Linked DNA regions of Cricetulus griseus: region 1 is linked to region 2. A link is a contact called in public Hi-C data. All regions are on one chromosome and are shown on one strand. Each heading gives the region's core, a stretch centred on a gene start, on an enhancer-like site or on the middle of the called end of the contact. The rest is flanking DNA. Distances are from core to core; before and after follow the strand shown.

The links. Hi-C and Micro-C count contacts between places; a contact is called where the count stands out from the background.
Region 1: a Hi-C map of the CHO-K1 cell line shows a contact between it and region 2, with 3 times the contacts expected there. The contact joins the enhancer-like site here to the promoter of Tab2 in region 2. A contact is called at or near these places in 2 of 8 Hi-C or Micro-C datasets (both in the CHO-K1 cell line).

What each region holds. Positions count from the first base shown.
Region 1 is chr2:280,229,720-280,236,976 of CriGri-PICRH-1.0, reverse strand. No RefSeq gene overlaps it. Among named protein-coding and RNA genes, the nearest start is that of Zc3h12d, 46 kb to the left of the region's middle. Within about 2 kb of position 1,981, at least 2 of the 6 cell types and tissues checked have open chromatin away from gene starts, as enhancers often do. A contact at or near this core is called in the CHO-K1 cell line, where this site is marked.
Region 2 is chr2:280,156,470-280,164,257 of CriGri-PICRH-1.0, reverse strand. Tab2 (TGF-beta-activated kinase 1 and MAP3K7-binding protein 2) reads right to left here and starts at 2,271. Exons shown (of 8, transcript XM_027402047.2): 1 at 2,133-2,271.

The DNA.
Region 1 (7,257 bases), core at 732-3,231, 73 kb before region 2:
AAATAGAGTTTTAGTAAATATCCCAGGCAGGAATGAGCCATCCAGGACAAAGGAAGCCATGGCCATAGTGAACTTCCTGTTGCAGCTTCTTGAATGCTTTCCAAGTCACGGCACTGTGCCTGTGACTTGTCATTCCATCTTTGCCATTTGTAAAGTGATTTTTAAGCCTTGGAGAGGAACATGTACAGAACAATGGAAAAATAAGTGGTAGATCTGGAAATCAACACAACTATAGGCACTAGATCTTGCCAAAAGCACACACCGGAGAACAGATGGACTCTTCAGTAAGCCCTGCCGAGGAAACTTGATAGCAATGCGTAAAAGAGTAAACCCAGAGGCTGCAGAGATAGCTCAGTGGTTAAGAGCACTGACGATCTTCCAAGAGGATCCAGGTTCAGTTCCCAGCACCCACATGGTAGCTCAGAACTGTCTGTAACCCCAGTTCCAGGGGATTTGATGGCCTCTTCTGGCCTCTGTGGGCACCAGGACACTACTAGTGCATACACATGCAGGCAAAAAACACCTATGCATTAACAACAACGAATGTGCTTGTTGCTCTTTTGGGGGACCCAAGTTTTTTTGTTATGTTGGTTTTTTTTGGGGGGGGTGTTTCGAGACAGGGTTTCTCTATATTGCTGGGGAGCCTGTCCTGGAACTCTCTCTGTAGACCAGGCTGGCCTCAAACTCACAGAGATCCACCTGCCTCTGCCTCCCCAGTGCTGGGATTAAAGGTGTGTGCCACCACCGCCTATAGGGGACCCAAGTTTTGTAGGAGAAACTTTGGCCAGGCTATCCAAGCCACAGGAGCCAGGCTAGCCTGCATGAGCATTCGAGGCAGGCACCTCCTCCCTGAGCCAAACCTGCTTCTACCTCCAGAGACTGCTGATGAAGAGACACCTGACCAGAGACACCAATGAGGAAAGGACAATGCAGCAGAGTCAGCCCCCTGAGCCAATAGACCTTGGGAAGGGGTATGAAGGCAGGCCTGACTTCCTCAGTAACCTGCAGCACAGGCTGCTTACTCACTGACTCCCAGTGCCTGAGTTGTTGGTGTTGTCTTCTCACTCCCTCCTCAGAGGTGTTCGAGGGGGGTAACTCACAACAAAGTTTGATTCCCAGCACCCATCTATTTATATGTAGGACATGAAGGTGGGAAGGGGCTATGAGAGGGGCGGGAGAGGCCTAAGAAAGGAGAGAAGGTGATAAGTGTGTCTGTTTTGAAGGCAGAAGGACAGTGTGGACCCTGATCACTTCCCTCCCCAGAATGTACAATGCAGCCACAGTCCTCTCTCCAGGGATCTTCTCCTATACTCAGCAGATGTTGTCTCTTGGAGTGGACCAGTCTGGAAACCCTCTACTCTAATGGTTTCTTTTGGAGCATGGCAATGTGGACCTTGTAAGAGCATGTTTCTGGAGGCTAGACTGAGAAGAGCTTGCTCAAGCTTTTTTTCTTTCAGTTTTTCCGGCTGACGATGTTTTCAACATAAAATGTTCCCTTGTAATTAGGCTGTCTGTCTGTATTTGAGTCTCCCCTCTCACCCCTCCCATCCCTCGCTTGACTTCAGTTCTGTTTAGTCAGCAGTTCAGGGCCCAGGCCACATATCAAGCCACTGACTGAAGACAGCGTCGGGTATATGTGTGTGAAGCAAGTCTGGAGGAAAAACCAGGCCTCATTCCCTGCCTTTCACTGAATTTAGTGTGGAAGGAGATTGTGTTTTTGAGGTACTGTCTTCTCCACCTCCCCTGTTAGAGGGCATCCAGACAGCGTGGAAGAGAGAGGGACAAGAAGTGACGTCAGCTGTGGGAATCCACCCAACCTAAACACAAGGAAGAAGGTGAATAGGATCTGGCAAGCAGACCACAGCTCAAGAGGCAGCCGATGTAGGATCCGGGGCAAAGCTTCCAGCCCTCAGGGTACTGAGACACCCTCTGCTTTGCATCTGCTTATGCCTTTTCCCAGCCTACTTCAACTGCAATAGCAGCAGCAGCTGCAGGAAGACTCAGCTAAAACCAAGGTGACTAAGACTGAATACTTGAGCACTGAGCTGTGAGCACAAGGGTCTCCACAGCACAAAAGATAGAAAAGATAAAAGCCAGGAAATGATGGAAAAGGTTTTCGTTTTGTTTTGTTAAAAGGACACACACTTAGAATTTAATTTGTTCCCTGGGTTTGAACATATGCTACTAAAGAGAGAACCAAAATGAAAATATTGTGTTTCTTTTCTGAGATAGGGTCTCATGTTAGCTAGAGTGGCCCCAAACTCCTTAAGTAGCCAAGGCTGACTTTGAACTCTTGATCTTCCATCCTCTTTATCTCCCAGAGCTGGGATTACAGGAATGACCACCACTGCTGTATTATAATTTCAAGTCTGGCAATACAGAGAGGAGGAATCTCATGAGATATGTGGCATGGCATCAACCCCGGGCCAAGAGGGGTAAGCCCAGGAAGTGACTATGTGTTTAGTGTCACGGCCCTGAACGCCCCCAGATGCTGTAACTCTGAATAAGTCTGCAGTGCAAGTTCTAAGTGAGGGTTTAACTCTAGTGACCTGAATCATCTGATGATGTTTGGGACCTGCTAGGCAGGCTCCATGCTACTCATTAGGGAGTATTTTAGCTATAGAACTGCCAGATTTTTGTGTTTTAATGGAAGGCCCCTGGAAACAGAACAACCAAAAGTGAGGAATGGCTTTGTGACGAGAATGCTCATACCACAAAATCCAAGCTTTGAGGAAGCCTGATGTCTGGCCCACAACACCGCTGATGTTGGTACTCCTTAGGAGAACACCCAAGGCTAGCTGTGTAGGACTGTGAGCACCATGGAGCAATGAGGCTCCGGCCCCATGCTAAAGAGAGAGCCTGTAGGGGTGGAAGCCTCAGGTACCAGGAGAGCAGGGATCTGGGTGTTTGCTGCAGTATTCATGTGGACAGTTTCTGAACCATGACACAACTAGCACAGACATGCAGTGAAACAGTGGAGGGACTGGTTTATATACTATTATACACTGTTAACACAAGTAAAGTAAGATGAGCTAGCAACAGGAAAGATCATGGCTGTTCTCGGGCAGGGGGATGGCTGTGCTTTCGAGTTGCCTGTGGATTGGGCGTTATTTTCTGATTTGTTGATTCCTATCGGATCTCTGGTTGGTGACTTCTATGATTCTGAGCCTCCCCCGCCAAGTGCCTTTCTCATGCTCGTTCTGTGTCGTAAACACTTTTTATTTATTTTTGTTTTTGCTAAAGCTTCTTTTTAAAAATAACTTTGATGGCTTTAAATTTCTGTACATTATAGACTAAATGTTTGTGTCCCCATTGTTAAGGCAGGCTTTGGAATCTATTCACCAGGGCTCCTTTGGGACCTCTGCAAGGTGGTTAGGTCACAAGGGCCCTTGTAAGAGCCTTGGCAATGGAAACATGTAATCCCAGCACTTGACAGGCTAAGGATGGTAGTGGATTTGAGGATAGCCTGGGCTATGTGGGAAGACCTCTCTCAACAAAGCAAAGCAAAACAACGTAGACGAGGCCTTGGAGTCCCGACTTATCTTCTTCAATGTGAGGACAAGGCATAAAGATTTATGATTCTGGGATGGTCCTTCTGCAACTTAGAATTAGCTGCTATCTTGATCCCGGGGCTTGTCAAGCATCTAAAACTGTAAGAAATGTATTTAACTTGTTAAAACTGATGGAATGGACTCTATACACAATACCATAAAATAGCAGTGCCAACTGCCTGACATGAATTTTACATTTTTCAAGTTGCACTGTGTGTGTGTGTGTGTGTGTGTGTGTGTGTGTGTGTGTGTGTGAGTGTGTGTGTGTGTGTCTCCATGTGAGTGTGTGTGTGTGTTTGGTGGTGGTGGGCATTTGTCACAGTATGTATATGGAGGTCAGAGGACAACTTTTCAGGAGTCCGTTCTCTTCTACTTTGGGTGCTGGAGACTGACTTCAGGTCGTCAGAGCCGGTGGCAAGTACCCACTGAGCCCATGAATATTGATATTTCTTGTGTAACCTTTCCACAGTGAACATGTAGCCCATTTCTGTCACCCTTAAAGTCTGTGCTTCCCTTCTCAGGGAGTCCTGGTCTACTACCCTCTGCTTGCTGTCACTGTGGAGTGCGCTGCCTTTCCTGTGGAGGTACTAGACAGGATGGGATCTTCTGCACCTTCCCTTCAACAGTGTGATGCACTGGACACCCAGGCAGGCTCTGTCAGCATCTGCCCTTCCCAATGCTGACTGTATCCCACTTGTATAGATGTTCCAGAATCTACCTCCTGCCTCTTGATGGACATTTGGTTCATTTCTAGTTTTCAGCCATGAGTAAAGCTGCCGTTAACATTTGTGTAAGTCTGTGTCTGAGATGACCTCTTCCTCTCCTGTGCAGCGCACTCTCATTCCACTGAAGGCAATGTACAGCAGCTGTTGAAAGCACAACCTGAAGAAGTCACTTGATTCTGAATTCTTACCCAGGAGCAGTAAGTTGTGTGACTGTGGGCCTGTTATGTGACCTTAGCCTTTCTTTGCTTCAACTCTGTATATTGTCTGTTCTTTGAGTTTTTGTGAGGCATGGACATCAGTACCTGTGGTGCTTTGAAAGAAAATGGCTCCCATAGACCTAGCGAGAGTAGCACTATTAGGAGGTGTGGCTTCATCGGAGTAGGCGTGGCTTTGTTGGAAGAAGTGCGTCACTAGCGGCAGGCTTTGAAGTTTCAAATGCTCAAGCCAGGTCTAGTATGGCATTCACTTCCTGCTGCCTGCCAATGTGGAAGTAGAACTTTCAGCTTCTTCTCCAGTATTGTCTGGCTGCATGCTGCCATGCTTCCATGCCAATCCTCCCCGACTGAACCTGTAAGCTAACCCTGCTTTAGATGTTGCTGTGGTCATGGTGTCTCTTCACAACAGTAGTAACCCTGACTAAGATAGCAGGTGGCACAGTTACAGTCAGGGCGGAGCTTATCTGCTGCTGAGATCTTATCAGGCCTAGGTCATTGCCTTTGGAGGGCGGAGAGAGAAGTTTGTGGAATGTGTGGCCTCACTTTTGCTTGGCATTTTTACTATCAATCTAGGCAAAGGGGATCGTAGCCACTTAACAAGTGGCCAGCCTCTTGACATGATGTCATCTACAAAAGTTCATGCTTGAGAACTTTAAAATTGAGTTACAGAAAACATTTCATGCTTTGAGTAGCTTTTCCATTTTGTGTCTGGCAGGACACATGTGCAAGGTGAGTGGGCTGCATTCATAGCTATCCTGGGGTTCATGCAGTCCCCAGGCCCATGCTGGACACATGTGCATGGCGAGCAGCCCCAAAGTGATCTCAGAGGCAAAGCTACTCGGCCTCAATCCCCAGATTGTCACTCACTGCAGGTGACATGGGAGCACCACTCTCTCTGCTCTATGTGGGTGACACAGACACAGAGGGGAAATACAGGCTCCAGTGTGTTGATGAGAATATTCCACTGCAGGGTGGAATATTCACACCGAAAGGAACGAAGTTTAATAAAAAAAAACATTAGGCATAAGATTAAACAGCCTTGAGGTAAATGTACCAATAAGAAAAAAAAGAGAAAAAAACAGAAACCCGAAGAGAAAACCACTGGACAGGGTAACCAGAAGTCATCTGGGCCCACAGCTGTCCTGTGAAAGTCAGGCAGAACACTATTTGATGACCCCTTGGTGGGACTGCTCCAGTGTGTTCTAGCACGGATTCAAAAGCACACAGTGTGCAAGTCCAGAAAGCAGAGGCCTGTTTCCCTGGTGAACCAGGACACCCCAAATCCCTCGCTGAATGGTAATTTTTAAGACATGTCAGAGGCAGCTGGTCCTTTATAAATGAAGAGTGGATCGAAGTAGAGAAGACACAGTTACTTTGTCTAGAGAAGAAAGGGGGAAAATGCTACCACTTAATTATATTCTTCGAGGATTAAAGGGATTTTTTTTTTCTTGGACTCTCAGTATCCTGCCTATTAGAACCGGAGAGAGCAGCCAATGAGCCATTACGTAATAGAACAACATCTCATTGATGGAATGGTGGACGCTCGGACACTGAAGCTCCGCCCATGACTAATTCTAGGGGTTGTGGTTTCTGTGCTAGAGAAATGCAGTTGGGTTTTCAGAACCCAAACAGGAAGCCAGCACACTCACCTGCAAGATTATTAATGAGGGGGGAAGGAGAGAGAAGAGAGGCTGTGGCTAACAGGGGAAAACACGAGGGAAGCCTTAAACATGGCTGTGTTCTGGTGATTAGAAACTGAGTAATGTACATCCGGGGTCTTCTCAGGACCATTACATATCTCACTCACTCACTCTTGGCTGTGGTGAAATGCCAGGTAGGCCTCTCATTAGCTCAGCAAAGCCAAAGCTTGGCCGTCTGGACTAGCGAGCGTCTACCGCATACGTGCTGCTCTGTTCTAAGACGACTCTGGCAGTTTTGCACAAGGCCATGGGAAAGACTTATTAAAACCACAGAGGTAGTAATTAAGACTTCAAGCCAACTCCTATAATAAGATGGAGGCCTGTTTCATGTCACTTATTACACCGAGTCTTGGTTACATGGACTCAATTTACAAATACATGCATGGTTGCGGCTCTCCTGTGAAACCTGTCTTTCCGCTTTGCCTGGGACACAGGAAGACAGGATTGTCATACACTTGGCATTCAATTTTTTTCTTTCCTCTTTTCTTGACCAATTTTCTTTGGAAAAATATCCTCTTACATCTCTCTGTGTTCCAATCCTCCCCCCCTCTGCTTTTTTAACTTTTTTATTAATTTATTTTTTACATTCCAATCCCAGTTAACCCTCCCTCCTTTCCTCCCACTCCCTTCATTCCTCCCTCCTCCCATGTGCTCCACAGAGAAGCTAAGGCCTCCCCTAGGAAGTCTACTAAGTCTGTCCCATCATCTAGTTGAGCCAGGACCAAGGCACCTCTCCACCCCACACCCCTGTGTCTAGGCTGGGAAAGGTGTCTCTTCATATAGAATGGGCTCCACTAAGTCAGTTTGTGCATTAGTGTTAGAGCTTGGACCCACTGCCATTGGCCTCATATGTTGTCCAAGTCACACAATTGTCACCTATACTAAGGGAGTCTAGTTGGGTCTTATGCAGGTTCCCCATTTGTGAGACCTGAGTCAGTGATCTCTCACTAGCTCAGGTCAGCTGATTCTGTGGGTTTCCCATCATGGTCTTGACTCCTTTGTTCATATTTTTGCTCCTCCCTTACTTCTATTGTATTCCAGGAGCTTGGCCCATTGGTTAGTTGTG
Region 2 (7,788 bases), core at 1,022-3,521:
CTTTGGAATTTTCCTTACATAGAAGTAGAATAAAGCTTTAATTTCTGTCAAAGCACAAAACCAATCATGTTGACTTTTGCCAGCATATAAAACACTCAATATCAACATAATTAGGGGTCCAGGTAGTACCCACCTAACTATGCAGAATTTGCCTCATTTTACTAGGTGTCATTAACTACAAGCCTTACCATATCCTTAGCTAAAGGCAAGAACTTCTTTCCACAGAATACCAAACACAGGTGGCTCCTTCAATCAAATGGGATTGGCTTAAAATTTGCTTTTCAGGAAGCATATCATTTGCACCTCTGATCATTTCATCCATTTATTAATGAATTACACAAACACTGGTTCTATTATGAGAGCTTCCAGAAGGTTTTGAATAGTGATATTTCATAGTGTCCTTTGGAAACTATGTCTAACTAAGAAAAAAGGCTATTTCATGAAACAAAAAGGAAAACCAACTGATGGCATATGTTCAGTGGATAACATTGTAATTAGCATATTAACTTTCAGTTTGATTCTTTAAGGTTGAAAATATAAAGCGCTCTCTATTTCAAACTGGTGGAGGGGCAAACAGAAGTTCTGAATCACTGGAATTTTTGTTCTATTTCCTGTTAATGCAGATAGTGCCACCATTCAACATACTCATTCCACACACATTTTAAAAGCTACAGAATCCTTCCTGGACTATCTGGCTACTAGCTCTGCTTGCAACTCAGAAATCTGAAAATTCTTCCTAGGGTTCAAATTAAAGTAGCCAGCTAAGGCATACAGTAATATAAAAAGCAACTCTTCACTTATTAGAAACGCCTATATTTTTTAAAAAAAGTTTCAAACTGTCAAGTTTAAAAAGTAATTGTGGACTGACCTTTACAGAAACATTATAAGGGTATTTTTGAAAAGGAGTCAAAACTGCTATTGTACCAACAGTATGTTAAACAGTGATAGCTGAAAGCCAAAAAATCTAATCTGTTGTACCCATCAAAATTCCCAGATAAATCTGAAATTGCATAATGAGCAACATCTTTTGAGTATGCTAAGAAACTAATTCCTTTTATATGATGCCAATCAACCTGACCCCAAAATTTGGCACTTTACTAACTTACCTAGAACTGACAAAATGGATGCAAAACTGTACTGTCTGGCTGTTGCCTTGAATACAACGTAAGTGTCCGAGAACTTCCCAATGAATAAAAAGCCCATCTGCCAACAGCCTCCTGAGCTTCGGGGAACCTGAATTTCAAGAGACTAGAAGAAAAGCACTGTGTAGCAGCAAATCCCCTCCACTCTCCTGGAAAACCCTCTTATCAGAAACATTTGAAGAATTCTTCCATAACAATTAAGCGGACTTGAATGGAAACTTAGCATCTCAAATATACTATATATGGAATGAAACCTGGCCAAACACGTAAATACAAACTCACATGCTCCCTGACACTTTGGGTCTACACCTCTGCAGGGAACAATTCTACAGCATCTGCAACAGACAGATCCACCTGTCACCTGTCAGCAACGCCCAGAGACCCTCGCAAGCCTCCCGCTTTTCAACCACAATCTCGCGGTCCGTCTGGTGAATCTAAGGGGGGCACCTATTCGCAGCGGGGCGTGCTCCCCACTTCGAGGAAGGCTCGCAGAACAGCAAAATCGGAAAGGAAAAGGAGCGATGTGTTTCCTCTCCAACCTACACATAACTTCCCTGGTTCTCCCTCAACTCTGGGGCCCCTAAGTCAGCTTTATCCAGACTGGGTCCCCCCGAAAGTTGCCCGGCTCCCTCCCTCCCACCCACTTCCAGATCGCGGGCCTGGGGGCGGGTCGGGGGGCCAGGCACCCCCACCCCGGCTCTCCCCGGCGCCGGGCTCCAGGGCAGGCCCGCTCGGTCCCCCTCCCCCGACGCCCCGGAGCCCAGGCCAAGGCCCTATGTTCCCCGCCCCCACCCGCCCTGCAGGACTTGGGGGGCCTCCCTGCGCCTCGCCACGGCGGGCAGGACCCGGGCGGAGCGAGGAAGAAGGCGAGGAAGGCGCGGACGCCCCACTAGGGCCTCGCGCGCCGGGGAGAGCCGGTCCCCGAAGCAAGGCAGGCACGGGGAGCGGGCTGGGGGATCCCGCCGAGGCCCGGCAGCGCCGTCCGCTTACCCTTCGCCGCCGCCGCGGCTTCCCCCTCCTCCTCGTCCGCCGCCGCCCGCCGCCTCTCCCACTTGGGCAGCCGTCTCCCCCGTCGTCGCCGCCTCCGCCTCCGCCGCTGCCGCCTCCGCCACCACGGCCGCCGCCAGCGCCGATTCCACCCGGCAGGGGGGACACCTCAGCCCTCCCTCCCTCCCCGCTCAGCGCCCTCCGCCCGGCCGCCGCCAACTCCCTCCGGCCGCCGCCGCCGCTGCCGCCGCCGCTCGCGGCTGAGGGGGAGGGGACGGGGTCGGCCTGGGGCGCCCCGCCGCCGGCTCCTGCCGCGGATCAAAGCGATGGCCGGGGCGGCGTCGCCGCGGCCCGCTGCTCGGCTCCGGCTCGCACGGCCGCCCTGCCTCCCTCCGCCCCACCCCCCGGCCGCTCGCCTGCCCTCCCCCACCCCCCCAGCTCTCGCTCGCTCTCGCCGCGGCTCCGCCAGCCCAGTCCGCATCAAAATACGGCCACACAATATGGCGGCGCGGCGGCCGGCAAACACCGCGAGATCTGCGGCCGCGGCCCAGGCGGCGGCTGTGACGAGGCTTCCCTCCGCCGGGTGGCGGGGATGCGCTTTTCCCCGCCCCACCCCCGGCACTCGCGGTCCCCACGCCCGTCTGTCTCGCCGTGGCGGAGGGGGCGACGGCGAGTCTGGGCGCTTGCGGGCTGAGGAGACTATTGCGGCCCCTCACACTCGGGCGCTCCGGGCCGGGCCGGGCCGGGCCGGGGGCCGGGCCGGGCGGGCTGGGGGCAGGGGGAGGAACTACGCTCCGACCCTCGCGAGCGCCGCCGCGGCGGAGGGGCTCGCGGGTCCGGAAGCGGGTGACAGGCCGCACGGCTCGGCGGCCACGCACCGGGGTGGCGGGCCGTAGAGCAGGTGTGGGCCCGCAGCGGAGGCGAGCGCCCGGCCTGCGGGGCCCCTCTCCCGGCCTGCGAGCCGGACACACCCCCTTGGAGCTCCGCCGCGCCGAGGCCGCGGGTGACCCGGGAGGGACCGCGGGGACGGAGCCCGGGCGGTGCGGGACGCGTCCTGGAATCCGCGCGGCCCGAGCGGAGTTGGGATCGGGCTCTGGACTTTGAGCAGCTGTGTGTGGGGAAAAGGAAAAGGATCTCAATGGTGCAAGCGAGTTGTTTCGATTTTAATTGCGCGTTCCTAGAAGTCCTAGAAGCAGAGCCAAAGACACTTTAGCTTGGAGGGGAGAGGGGGACACTTGAAGTTTCTATCTTCTTAAAGATATACGGGTTTAATTTTCCCTCGGGGTGGGGGAAAATGCTCAACGTTCGGATGTTTCTCACAAAGTAAGATATTTGTTTTAAAATCCTGGCGTTTTCATACGTCCAAAAAAAAAAGTAGAGAGAGAGAGAGCGAGCATTATTTTTCTGACCCTGTCCAAAGTGTGCATATCGCTGCCAGTTTCTTCCTTGAAGAAATTCTTACTCCCGAGAAAAATCCCGAAGGACTGTTTTTATTAGTCTATTTCCAGTATAAGCTCCATGGGTACGGGAGTTTATTGTTTTAAAAACCCCTTTTTTTTAACATTTAAATATAATCATTCCACTTCCTTTTTCACGCTAATTAAAAACAAAAAAACAACCTGGGCCTGTGGTGGTGCACTCAGAAGGCAGAGGCAGGCAGATCTCCGTGCCTTCAAGGCCTGCCTGGTCTACAGAGTGAGTTCCAGGACAGCCAGAACTACACAGAGAAACCCTGTCTCAAAAATTAAAAAAAATTAATTAAAAAAGTAAACAAAACCTGAAGTATTGGGGTTTAGCTACAATTCAAAACCTTTATCCCTTCAGAAGTCAGAAGTGCTAATGTTTTACACTGAAACTTTAAATTTTTCTCTCTGTTGGAGATGACATTAATAAGAGTATATACTTTAAAAATTGTGTGTGCGTGTGAAGTGAAAGTAAATTATGATTTTCATAGTAGATGATGTTTTCATTAATTCAAAGTAATAAAAGTCATTGAACCCTAATGCTTCACAACAGTTCTCTGAGGAATTATTTCCATATTCAGTATAACTGAAGCAATAATTTTAGGTTAATTGAATCAATTAAGTCAATAAATAAACTAAGGCACAAGGCCAACATATACTTTGGAAATAATAGAATTAGGTACTTTAAGTAAAAAATAGTCTCGGTTAGAAATTTGTTTTATGAACTCTTCGTGTACATGTTTTAATAGAAATTAATATTTTCTATATAAAAAATGTAATGGGTATAAGTAGGTCTGATCTAAGAACAAGGAGGAGATATATGTAATATAACAGTACATCCTTGCACGAAGTCTGAAGAGCTTGGACCTCTGTCTGATAATGAGAAACCTCAGACAGCTGTGTAGAGGAAAATTCTGTGAAAGAACCAACCTATTTTAAAAACATTGACAATGTTGTAAGAAACAAAGACCTCAGGGTAAGGAAACTAAAGGGACATGGCATCTAAATGCAATGTAACACAGACGGGAAGTTGATCTCTTACCGGAAGAGAAAAAGTTTCAAAGCATATTAATGGAATAATTTGTGAAGTTGGTTATGGACTACAGGTACAACTGTTTTTGTTAACCTTCCTGAATTTGTTCTGTATGATACTCTTCTTAAAGAAACACACTGAAGTACTAACAGGGTAAAACTTTCTCCTAAGTGGCCCAGAAAAAATAAGTATGTATATTCTATATGCCCTCTGTATATGTATGTATACATTCATATTTGCCATACACATACAGAAAAGAGTGCTGATAAAATTTAAATCTTGGGCAGGGCGTTGGTGGTGCACACCTTTAACCCCAGCTCTTGGGAGGCAGAGGCAGGCGGATCTCCGTGAGTTCAGTTGAGGCCAGCCTGGTCTACAGAGTGAGTTCCAGGACAGCCAAGGTAGTTACACAGAGAAACCCTGCAAAAACTTAAAAAAAAAAAAAAAGAAAAAGAAAAAAAAAAAGAAAAAGAGAAAAAATCCTGGCCAATCACAGATATTTTAAAAGTTAAGTTTGATAACTTTAGACCATTTGTAATATCTTGCAATGCTCTGAAAGTTTGCTTGTGAACCTAGCCTTTAACAGGTGAGCCATCTCTCCAGTAAAAACAGTCTCTCATCCCTCAAGTCCGCAAAAATCTTGCTGTTTTTTTTTTAAATATAGGCTTGACATTATTACAAAATAAATACTTAAAAAAACAAAAAAACTAGTCTGGACTGGAGATGCATTGCTCAGTGGTAGACCACGTTCCTGTGTGAGGCCCCATACTTGATCCATAGCACACAATAACAGAACAAAATCAAAGAACTTGAAGTCCTAGGAGTTCCCTTATTTCAGCAAGGGAAGGCATAGAGCAAGCAAGCCAGAGACAGATATTTGCCCTCTCTGGTTTTCACCACTCACAGTGGAAGTCTGGGTCACCAGGGTGTTTCTTCTTTGGTTTTCAATCTGATGTTTCATCTGTAATATAAATGGCTAGGAATGCTTTTAAGTGTTTTATAAATGTGATTTCTATGTTTATGCAGTTGGTGAATATTCATCTCTATCTACAAGACTGATGAAAATAAGGAGGACAAACTGTCTTCCAGGTATTCTTTGTAGCGGCTACAGGAAACTGGATAAAATCCCATTTGGCATCCAAGAACATTTTAGTGTACTTTTGTGCTTTCTGATACAGTAAGCACAAGGTACTTGTGGTTATTTAAGTCAAATTAAAATTTATACCCTCAGCTGTGCCGCCCGAAGTTCAAGTGTGCAATAACCTGTATGTTCCATCTTCTCAGAAAATGTTGTTCAACAGAACTGGTGGCGGAAGAGATTACACTGTATAAATAGCATCTGCACAAGGTAGCCGGTGATAGTCACCATAGAAGCTGAGGAGTCAAGAGATTACTTTGCAGGGCGTGGAAGTAGGAAAAGCAGGGCAAGTCTCAAGAGGAAGATTGCATGTGACAGGTGGAGGTGAAGCAAGAGGGTTCCAGGCAATGACAACTTGAACAAAGCAAGAGAGACTTATGTGAGAGAAACACTTAATTCTGCATAGCTATAGCATAAAAGATGTAAAGGAAGGCAGGGCTGCATAAAACCACAAACACTGAGCCTACCCCGTTCTTCAGGCAATGAGAAGAGACTTGTGTTTAGACAAGAAAAAAGACGAGATTAAATAAATGGCTCTTTAAGAAAGATGCTCTTAAGGCTGTCACGTTGCCTCAGTGGGTAAAGTGCTTTTTGGATAAACATGAAAACCTGTTTGATTCCCAGACCCCACACAATAAAATCGAGGCAAGATGGCACGTGTCTCTAATCCCAGCACTGGGGAGGCAGAGATAGATTGGTCTCTGGGGTTTGCTGGTAAGCTAGTTAAGACGTTGACCTCTGTGTATTCTCTCCCTCTCCCCACTCCTTCCCGAGTCACCCATTCCCAAGGACTTTGGGTGAGGAGTGAAGCCACAGATCATATAGCATTGCAGTAGCCCAAATGGGAGACACAGAGAAGCTGCTATAGTGTGGACTATTAGTAATATTTGATAAATCTGAATTTAAAAATGGTTTAAGTAGTAAGACACAATGCTGTATACCTGTAATCCTAGCACCCTGAGGCACAAGCAGACAAGCCAGGCGTTCACAGTCATCCTCAGTTCTATAGTGAGTTAGAGGACAGTAGAACCTAAAATATTAAGTGATATAAACATTCATATTTCAGAGATTTGGGGATTTCAAAACTGTAGACATCAGTATGAAAGGCTTAAAAGTGCAATAATACAGTCAAGGTCTGGGTTCTTTCCATTTCTGCTTTCCTGCGTTGGGCTTTCAAATCAATTTGAGGCCAATAACAAGATGGTCCTTGAAGTCCCAGGCATCTGGAATGCTAATATCTAGAAGAAGGAAGGAAGGAGAGAGAAAATGTTTTCCAAAACTGCTTTCCTTACTCTTCCTGTCATGGTTAATCTTGTTTCTCAACTTAATGGGGCATCTCTGTGGGGCATTTCAGAGTGGGCTAACTGAGGTGGAGGGTGGCACTGTCTCCTGGGCCTGGGCTTCAGACAATCAAAATGAGGTGAGTTGAGCGCCTGGCATTCATCTCTCTCTACTTCCTGACTGTGGGTGCAACATGACCAGCTATGCATTCCTTGGAGTGACAGGGTTATACATTCAAGCTTGAACCAAAACTCTGTCCTCCGTCAAGTAGCTTTTGTCACATATTTTGTTATGACAAGAAAAATAACTAATATGGCACCCCTCTCCCAACTAGTCCTCTTTCCCTTTTACATACTAATCTCTGGTTCGCATGGTGAAATAAGTTTTGAAGAGTAAAGATGGAGAGGTAAGAGTCAAACTTACTCTGAAGGCTTGCACCAAATGACTTAAAAACATAGAAAAAGGGGCAGATATGAGAGGAAACATGATTCTTGTAACAGTTCTGGTTTTGGGATGGCAGAGATGATTGGTAGGAGGGGAAAGGGATGAAATAATGAGTCTTGATCTTAAAAGAGAAATATACAAGAATAACATTGAAGGCACAGAAGGAACACTTGACTTTTAGGAGAAGGGATATTTTTGGAGACAAATATAAGAAAGGAAGAAAACTGTAAAGTATGTTTGTGTGTGTGTGTGTGTGTGTGTGTGTGTGTGTGTGTGTGTGTGCAAACTGAAAGCTGTTAC